Regions from separate parts of the Sus scrofa genome. Here region 1 is linked to region 2. The links are chromatin contacts, called in public Hi-C maps. All regions are on one chromosome and are shown on one strand. The core of a region is the stretch at or near the end of the contact, and the rest is flanking DNA. Distances in the headings are between cores, read along the strand shown. Region 1 overlaps SV2B (synaptic vesicle glycoprotein 2B). Region 2 overlaps SLCO3A1 (solute carrier organic anion transporter family member 3A1).

Evidence for each region. Hi-C and Micro-C count contacts between places; a contact is called where the count stands out from the background.
Region 1: a Hi-C map of omental adipose tissue shows a contact between it and region 2, with 3 times the contacts expected there. The contact joins two enhancer-like sites. A contact is called at or near these places in 22 of 47 Hi-C or Micro-C datasets (adipocytes, alveolar macrophages, brain and 15 more) and 2 of 2 datasets of contacts at active chromatin or transcription factors (alveolar macrophages and skeletal muscle).

Annotation. Positions count from the first base shown.
Region 1 is chr7:87,567,955-87,573,013 of Sscrofa11.1, forward strand. It overlaps SV2B (synaptic vesicle glycoprotein 2B), which reads right to left. Exons shown (of 13, transcript XM_001926765.7): 13 at 1-4,977. The coding sequence ends at 4,794. Among named protein-coding and RNA genes, the nearest start is that of SV2B, 200 kb to the right of the region's middle. Within about 2 kb of position 1,782, at least 2 of the 83 cell types and tissues checked have an H3K27ac peak or open chromatin away from gene starts, as enhancers often do.
Region 2 is chr7:86,865,985-86,870,889 of Sscrofa11.1, forward strand. All of the region lies in intron 2 of SLCO3A1 (solute carrier organic anion transporter family member 3A1), which reads right to left. Among named protein-coding and RNA genes, the nearest start is that of SLCO3A1, 230 kb to the right of the region's middle. Within about 2 kb of position 2,582, at least 18 of the 83 cell types and tissues checked have an H3K27ac peak or open chromatin away from gene starts, as enhancers often do.

The DNA of each region.
Region 1 (5,059 bases), core at 532-3,031, 700 kb after region 2:
AGTGGTATAGGCTGGCAGCTGTAGCTCTGATTAGACCCCTAGCCTGGGAACCTCCATATGCCACAGGTGCAGCCTAAAAAGCACAAAAAAAACCAAAAAAGGCAAATTCTCAGATCCTACCCTAGAAAGGGTGGAGCACAGCAGTGTGAGTGAGTTGTAACATATTTCCAAGTGCTTCTGACACATGTTAAGGTTTAAGAAGCATGGTCCACTTCTCCTTTCTCGATTTCTCCCTTAGCGTCAAGGTCCTCACTTTGGAAGAGGGGTGGCAATGTTGCCAGGTAAATGTGGCATTTCCCAGCACCCCTGCAACAAAGGGAGATCAGTGATATGCACATGGAAGCAACAAGAAGGGGCATCCAGGAGGCTGGCTGAGCTGGGAGGTGCAGCATCTTTGCCTCTTGCCCTTCCTTCTGCTTCCTGCTGAATTGTGGCTGGTGCTCCAACAGCCATCTCAGTCCATGAGGCAGCCTTGATGATGGAAAGGACACCAAAAATTGAGAAGACTACAGGCAGTAGTCTGTTCTCAATAATCAGATCACAAAGCAGCCATACGAGCTATGGTTTTCTTTCCTCCAGATGCCCTTCATATGAGAGAGAAAGAAATTTTATTTATTCTAGACATATTCTAAAACTGCTTGTTTGTATTTTCAGTTATACACCACCCAACCTAATCCTAATTAATCCCAAATTGTAAATATTGGGTGAGTGTGAGCTCAGATGCCTCCTAGAAAAGCTAAATGTGGAGGTGGAAACACCTTTCCCAGGACTGCTGGGATATTCGTGCCACAAACAAATGTCTTCCTTGAATTCCTGGTCCCCATCCCTTCTTCCATCTAAAACTTTCTTGCAAAGTCAACTGAGTAAAAACTAAGTTCTGCAGAAAATGAGCAAGTATGTCTTTTCCCTTACATGGCAAGATAAGAAATTGGCACATTCCTTGAGGAAAAGAGAAGGTGGACAGGGCAACCACATTCAGAAATCCACACTTGACTGGTAAGAAGAATTCTCCTACACACAAAAGGTGCATTTTACCAATTATGAGATCATTACATTTTGGATTTAATTTTTGTTTTTGGTTTTGTTTTGTTTTGTTTTTTTTGTTTTGTTTTGTTTTTTTTGTTTTGCCAACTTAATATCCATCTTGCCCACTTGATGTAAGAAGAACAAGTCAGGAAGCAGGAACTGGACCAGTTTTTCACCACTGTGTCCCCAGAACTGAGCACGGAGACTGGCAAGCAGTAGAGAGTCTGTAAGGATTTGACGAATACACCAATGAATGACAGACTGAATGGATGAATACATACTAATCTTTTCATGTCTGTTCTGATCTTTGCACTTATTCAAACAAAGCGATCAAATGAGCTTTCAATGAATGGTCATAGGTAAGTGTTAGTCACATTTTCCCATTCTTCAAAGACTATAGAGGTCGTGCAGTAGCATAGCAGTGACTGAGAAATTACTCCAGATTTAGAGGGAGAGCATTTCTGTAGGACTTGTAACCCACGCCTAGTACTACATGCCACCTCGGTCACATCATTTAGCCTCTCAAGGTCCTCATATGAAAAATAAGAAAGTTGAAAGAAACTTAGCATTCCTCCCAGCTGATCCAGTCAATCTAGGACTCTAGAAGAGACCTGAGCATCTGGAAATAATCTCTAGTCTCAGTTCTTAAAGGTTTGCTTACATTTATTTTTATTTATTATTATTTTTAATGAACCACTACAAGGTGCCAGAGAACCCTGGGAATGGGGTTATTTATTACATGACCTTGGTGTCATGAGCTATAAATGTCACAAACAGGCACACCCCTTTCCTATTTATTTCCAGTAAAACAAAAGATCAAAAATCAGCATCAAGAGATGACACAATACAGTTGAGACCATGAAGAGCAACCACTCCCAAACTGGGCATCACAAAAATACAGCATAAACTGCAAACAGATTTGCTCAATGAGGAAGCACCTCATCCCTTTAACTCTCCACGGATGCCATCTGGAGTTTCTCAGAGTAACAGATGAAATGAAAAAGCAGAGCGCTGCCAGGAATACGGTACATTATCCCCAATGACCTGCCACAGAGACTATTTTTAAAGACGTATCTATCTCCTCAGGAGTGATAGCATTTAAGAAGTGACCAGGTCCCAGTGCCAGACAATCCTTCATGGGGAAAGGCTGCAGAGCATGGCTGTACCTTTACAAAGGTCGAAGTGATGGATGAGATGGGCACTGCCCTTGGTTGGTCAGGTGGTTGGTGTGAGGAGCCATAAAGATAATGCAGAGTTATAGCTTGGGAATCAAATAGATTTACCCCCAAATTGTTTCAGCCACCCCAACACTCAAAAATTACTCATGTTTTAGATTTACAAGCTCTATCTTAACTAGAAATGCAGACTCCCACTGCCTGGTAAATGTTTAAGCAGTAACTGCTCATTGAACCCTATTACCCCATTGAAAAACAATGTTACATGGGAAGGGTAATCCCGGCTTACACAATTCTCGTTTATGAACCTCGACAGTGTATTCATATCACAAGAAAGTATATAACAGCTATATTACATTGGTCCTCTCACTAATGACACAGCATTGATGTTCAGTAATTCCTGTAAAACATTGAGAGAAACGCTAATACACGATGATACATTTCTATAGTTGGGGGACTAGGGATGTCAAGTCAGAGTTGGGACTTCCTTCCCTGCACTGAAAGAAAAGTGATGAATAAAGAGGTGGGGGACATGAGAAACAGAGAAAACATTTTAACCATTAAAACTGATCTCGGATTTCCCGTTGTGGCTCAGCCGGTCAAGGACCCAACACTGTCTCTGTGAGGATACAGGTTCAATCCCTGGCCTCACTCAGTGGGTTAAGAATCTGGCATTGCTGTGAGCTGTGGTGTAGGTCACAGGTGGGGCTCTGATCCAGTGTTGCTGTGGCTGAGTCATAGGCCGGCAGCTGCAACTCTGAGTCAACCCCCAGCCTGGGAACGTCCAAACGCCACAAGTGTGGCTATAAAAAGTTAAAACAAAAAGTTGATCTCGAATCCAGAATAGAAAGGTGTCTTTGAATTTACTCTTTCCTCCTATCTTCTACTCCAGAGAATAACCAAAAGAGGCCTGAAGCTATCACAGGACCTAAATGTTTCTCCAAAACTGAAAATACACTCAGTTCAGCCATCATTTTTTCTTTAAATTGTTGAGTTTCTGGGAGGCAAAGAGTGGCATGTTGCAGACTTGAGAGCATCACAAATCAATTCAAAGAACTAGTTCTTGCAGACCAGTGTCCACCTGGTCTCAGCAAGTTCCCCTCTAGTGGCAGGAGCTTACAGGTTCTCCTTCCTTCCATGCAGGACAGTTCTGCTGAGTTAAACATAATTCTTCTCTATGAAGTCAAGACTTCAGTCTATTACTGATCTTTGCCGAAGCAGTATTTTCCAGGCTTCTCACCCCACCCCCACAGCCACCCTCATTCTTGTTCCAAACTGGATCTCAGGAAAGCGTTCTCTTGGAGCACTGCAGGAAAACATATGTGACATCCACTACACTCCCTCACTCCCTTGACAGTGACATCTGCTTTGAAAACCCTGAACCAAGACACTGAGTGTAGATTTTTCATGGGACCTGACTATTCCAGCAAATACGGATCATGGTTCACTGCTAAATTTACACTTTGAAAAACTGTGGCTACATTTCCCAATTCTCCCTCAAAGCCCTCATGTTGTCCACTGCACTTTATTCTAGGCTACAACGAGGGTACCAGAGGCCACTGAACACTTCTCATGTTGCTTCTGGATGAGCAGCAACGTCAAATGCCAGGATGGAAGATGGTGAGCTTGCATCTCACCTGTGATCTGTGTAAGAGGGGAAAGTGACTCTTTCCCCCACAGGAAGAAAAGTGCCTGCATTAAATGACTTGCACAAAGTGAGTTTGCCAAGCGCATCCTCCTGACAGCAATTTAAATGGCTATGAGAAATTGGGCTTGCTCTTCATTCCATCAGCCCCAATTTCCAGGGACCTCAAACACCAAGTCCTCTCAAAATATGGCTAAAGGCTGGCAGATATTTGCAGATAGCGTTTCTGCAAATGGAACCCGAAGACAGTTATGTACAAAGTTAGTTTATAGAATACCTATCCCATTGTTTCTTGAACTAGATCAAAATAGGAATAAATATTATTCTTACTACCTAATCATCATGGAAAACTTAGGATACGTGGAGGGGGGAAAGTAGATTTCTATAGATATTGCATCAAATATTTGATTTTCTATATCAGACTATCTTTGATGCTATTGCGCCAATTTTCAAATGGAAACTATGATAAGTGATATTTTTATATGCAAAAATATATGTAGCCTGTACTTCAAGCCCAATATTCATATGATCACTCTAACTTCCCCGCCAAGTCAATTTGTTAGGTCCTTGGGATCTGAGGAACTTTATGGACGAGCTTGAGTGTTTCTCATCACTTTGAAATGCGTAAAAGTTATTGCACATCCTTACACACCCCTTGCTTAGTGTGCCCAAGGGCTATATCCTTCCTCTTGCACCTTGGGCCCGGGACACTGGAAGCCAAGCACACAGCTCTGGGATAATAAGGGAGGGAAGATCAGGACACCCCCAAATCAGTCACCTGAGTTACAAACATATGGACAGCTGAAATGGGTGCTAAACTAGGGGTCACAAAAACAACTTCTCCCCTGGGCTATCCAGGTGTCCTCTGGACAGCGATGGACAGGAAGGGTGGGGCAGGTAAGGTTGCTGGACAAGGTTCTTCCAACATTTCCTTTCCCCAGAGGTTGTCACATCAGGACCTGTTCTCGAGTCTCTGGCAGTCGAAGAGCAATCAGGCCACCCCCAACAAGAGAAGTGGCAGCCAGAAGGATGGGGACCACTTTGGTGATCCCAACAAAAGAAGCAAAGATAGTGTTTCCCAGGATGGCACCAAATTTGCATAATCCATTGAGGATGCCAAAGGCTGTTGCCCTGTAAAAGAAGAAGAAAGCAAATCATCCTGGAAGATAGAAAACAGATCTCCTTAGATGTGTGGGACTGAGTTTTTTAAGGA
Region 2 (4,905 bases), core at 1,332-3,831:
ATTTTCCAAAGAACGTATTTTTATTGGTTTGTATTTTTAGGGCCACTTCTGCGGCATATGGAAGTTCCCAGGCTAGGGGTCCAATAGGAGCTGTAGCTGCCGGCCTACACCACAGCCATGCCAGATCCTAGCTGCACCTGTGACCTACATCACAGCTCACGGCAACACCGGATCCTTAACCCACTGAGCAAGGCCAAAGATCGAACCTGCGTCCTCATGGATACTAGTCAGATGGATACTGCAGAGCCACGACAGGAACTCCCAGAGTATACTTTTAAAGAACCATAGAATTTATGGTGAGGATAAAAGGGAATTTAGGGGGCAGGCATTTCTCGGCGGCCCTCAGGGCAGTCAGTGGTGAAGGAGGAAGCATATACACTTAAAAACCACAGTGCCTGACACCCAAGTTCTAGCTCCAGATCCCTTCCTGGGAGGGAGGACACCTGAGGACACTGGGATCTCATGTGACAGTCCTGACTTAGCACTGAGGTGGGCAGGGGCAAGGCAATGTGGGGCTGAGGGTTCTGTGCTTGACAAGTGGACAGACCCCTTCAGGGCAAGTCAGGTTTGCTCTGGAGAGATCCTCGGATTTGCTTAATACAACTTCAAGAAAATGAGGGAGTTCCCATCGTGGCTCAGTGGAAACAAATCTGACTAGTAATCATGAGAACACAGGTTCGATCCCTGGCCTCGCTCAGTGGGTTAAGGATCTGGTGTTGCCATGAGCTGTGGCATAGGCTCGGGTCTCGAGTTGCTGTGGCTCTGGCGTAGGCTGGCAGCTATAGCTCCGATTAGACCCCTAGCCTGGGAAACTCCATATACCGTGGGTGCAGCCCTAAAAAGACAAAAAAAAAAAAAAAAAAAAAAAAAAAAAAAAAAAAAAAAAAAAAAAAAAAAGAAGAAAGAAAGAAATAAAATGAGACAACATCTTTCCAGTGGTATCTATCTGGGCTAGAACATGGGGGTGAATGTTTTGACCTCTTTTCTGAGGAAAGTGGCTAATTAATCCTTTGTTTTTGTCTGATTGTAAAAGTAATGCAATCAGATATTTCATTATTAGTGTACATTAAACAGACAAGCAACAAGGATTCACCATATAGCACAGGGAATTATACCTTACACCTTTTAATAATCTATAATGGAATATCATCTACAAAAAAAAAAGAGCCACTATTCCATACACCTAAAACTAACACAATATTGTAAGCTAACTGTACTTCAATAAAAAAGTAATGCATTCAAAACGGGTGATAACTTCCTATTATCCTATTGTCCCGAGACAATCACTTCCAAGTTTTTTTTTTTTCCTTTTGGATATAATTGAGGTCAAACGAAGGCTCTCACGATCGCTTGATAAGTAAGATACATGTTATTATAAGCTCTTTTTGCAGATGAGGAAACAGCAGCTCAGAGAGGCTAGTCAATTGCCCCAAGTCCACACAGCTTATACACAGTAGAAGTGGATTTGAACTCAGGCCTCCAGGACCACCTAGGTTCTCAGAGAAAGAACAGACAGGGAGTTTCTGTTGTGGCTCGGTGGTTAATAAACTCGACTAGTATCCATGAGGGTGTGGGTTCGATCCCTGGCCTCGCTCAGTGAGTTAAGGATCCGGCGTTGCCTTGAGCTGTGATGTAAGCCGGCAGCTCCACCTCCAGTTTGACACCCTGGCTTGGGAACCTCCGTGTGCTATGGGTTCAGCCCTTAAAAAAAATAAAGCCGGTGATTCTAGAAAGTAATGATAGTTTTATTGTGATATCACAAATGTAGCTCTGAAGGCTTTAATGAAAAGAAGAGTCCCAAAATTATTTAGATAAATAAAGCATTTGGGGATAAGATATTGAAGGATCTTGATTAAATTTAAAAATTCTGATACAGTTATACCTCATAAGGTGAAATAATGTTGACCATTCTTTGAAAGTTGTATTTAGACTTGACATTTAGTTTCAGAGCTATGGACACCCCCAAAATAATTATCATATATCTGGTAAGTATAAGAAAAAGGATGGGAGTTCCCATCATGGCTCAGTGGAAATGAACCTGACTAGTATCCATGAGGATGCAGGTTCGATCACTGGCCTCACTCAGTGGGTTACGGATCCGGCATTCCCGTGGGCTGTGGTGTAGGTCACAGATGTGGCTCAGATCTTATGTTGCTGTGGCTGTGGTGTAGGCTGGAGGCTACAACTCCAATTGGACCCCTAGCCTGGGAACCTTCATATGTCACGGGTGTGGCCCTTAAAAGACCAAAAAAAAAAAAAAAAAAAAAAAAAAAATCAGACAGGATCTCATGGTGAAGCCTTTGGAAACAGCCAGACATGTCTGGGAACAAGAATATCCGCCTTGCAGGACAGTGAGACTTAGAGGTAGTGCGTGCAAAGCTTCTGGTACCTAGACTATACATGCTTTCTAGAATTTTCTTTGTGTCTTTGGGATGATGAGTCCAAGACAGGAGGCCTGCAGGGCTGGTCTTCCCAGGCATGTGCCTGCTTCCTTAGCTGGTCTCAGAGCAATTTAGACCCTGGAGGGTCTCCTCAAGTCGGCAGCAAGCAGGAAGCTGGGGTCGACTGTGGCTCTTCCCCACTAGAGGGCAGCGCCGGCTCAGAAGAGAGAGAGAGCTCAGGTTTGCAGAACTTCCTTGTCCAACTGCCCACCAAGCCCTCAGTCAGAGAATTGCTTTTCTCTTCTCTCACTTGCCTTCCGTGCCCTCAATTTATCTAAATGTATTCTTCCATCTCGAAATCTGCAGGCTGAAATTTCTCCTCTAAGAAGGAACATTCTGCATCATACGTACATGAATAAAACATGATGCATAAACAGCAGGCAGCCTGCAAAACATGCGATACCTATTTATCCGGTGGCCTCTGCCAACAGCCTGACAGCATTACATAACTGCCCTTGCTTAGCTAGGAGGGGGAGGGGGAGGCGGAGGGGAGAGGATGAAGGGGTGACCATTTGCTGAACACAGATAATGGGCCAGACAGTGCACGCAATTGGTGTAATAGCATTGTCCCCATGGCAAAGTTTATAAACAAAACTAAATAAAACACTCATGTTGCTAAGGCTGCCAGAGCTTACGGGCCCCTCCCACCAGTATCATACATGTTGCCTCCAAGGTCAGCTATGTTACTGGGTCTCAAAGTTGGGTGCATTTTAGAATCACCTGGGAAACTTAATACTAACCCCCAGGCCCTGCCCCCTGAGAGCTGATGTAGGGGGTCTGGGGTGCAGCCCAGGCCTGGGGATTTTTTTTCCAGGCTCTCCAGGTGATTCTATGTGCAGCCAAGTTGAGAAGCACTGGCCCTGCCCTTGCTGACCTTGCCCAAGGAATCAGCTGGGACCCAAAATGCATCTAGGCATGTGGGAAAAGGGAAGGATGTCAGAGCCATCTGATGTCAGCTCTGCGAGGTGGAGGCATGTGGCCAGACCTGGTCACCGTGCATAGTGGCAGAACCCAAGTTGCTCTTGTGCAGCCAGCCAAAGCAGCCCTGCATGCCACCACAACTGTGCGCTCCGCTCCAGAACCCTGCCTGGCATACCCGACCTCGGTGCTGCCTGTGTTCCAGGCTTCCCTGCTGGTTTTCAACCCAGCTTCTCGCTTTCCTCCAGGCCCTGGTCAGTGCATCAAAGCTCTCCCCTCCACTTAAAGCCTGCCTTGAATACCACCTCCTCCAAGGAGCCTTCCGAGATTTTCTTTCTTCTTCCTTCTTCTCTCTTCTGCCATGGTACCTAGTCTGAGACTTTTCCTATAGTTCTGCTTACTGTCTTCCTGGATGCAAAAATAAAGTTTCATGGAGTAGGCGTGCTGTAATAACTGTAGACTCATGGAAGGCAGAGATTTTTTTTTTTTTAAGGAAAAAAAAAATCCTATTTTCCATAGAGGGGGATGCAGTCCTTTGCCTGGACAAGGGACTCCATGTTTGTCTGTTGAACCATGAACTGATGACCACCCAGTCCCAGGAGAGGCGGGGAGCCCTGGCACCCTGGAGAACCATGTATCTAATGAAAGCATCTACAAGGCCAGGATTCTTAGAATGCTCGGCAAGAGTCAGTAATTGGTCAAAGCTACAGTTGTTGCTGGTCTTGTTTCTCAGTCCAGCTAAGAGAAGCTTCTCTCCCCACCCTCCTGCCCAGCAGGGCCTCGCCAGGGTGAGGGCACATGTCTCTTTGTCTGGCCAGCTGCTGGGCCTCTGGATGTGACGCCCACTATCAGGAGGAGCCAGGCCATGACTCCTCATACAGAGCCCCGTGGGGCTGAAGTGTCACAGCTGGAACTACCAGCACATCGCTTTCTTTGCGGCAGGTACCGAGGAGCAGGGCTGGAGCTGGCTGGCTCTCTTCAAAGCAAGTGAGATCGGCCTGCCCTTCCTCATCCCCCGTGAAAGCCCCGGGAAAGCTGTGGGTCCAAGCATGCTGAGACCACACTGGCTGATGAAATGAGAAAAGGCTGCGGGCAGAGCAAGGGCCAGGAAGCCACGAGCCACACAAGCAGGAAACCCACTCTAATAAACAAGAGACTGCTTCTTCCTGAAGGGCCCACATCCTGTTTGCAAGCTAAGTAGGGTCTTCCCAGAAGTTCTCTCTAGAGATCCTCTGAGCTCGAAGGGCAGCAGGGTTCCTGGCTTCCTGTTGTTCCTGCCCTTTGCCTCCAGCAGGGGGCAGTGGAGAGATGGCCCGGCCTGGAGTCCTCCAGAGTCAGCTTGGGTGCAGAGCCACTACAGAAGGAGGCTGTGCTCAAGGCACTCACCCTCCCTCAGCCTTGGCATCTCCAGCTGTCAAATGGAGCAAGCACCTGCCTTGCTTACCTCCTGCTGGGGGATGAACTGTGCCCCACCTCCATCCATTTGTGTAGGTCCTATCACTTCCATCCTGCCCCACAAAGGACCTCGGCATGTGGCCTCTAAGGA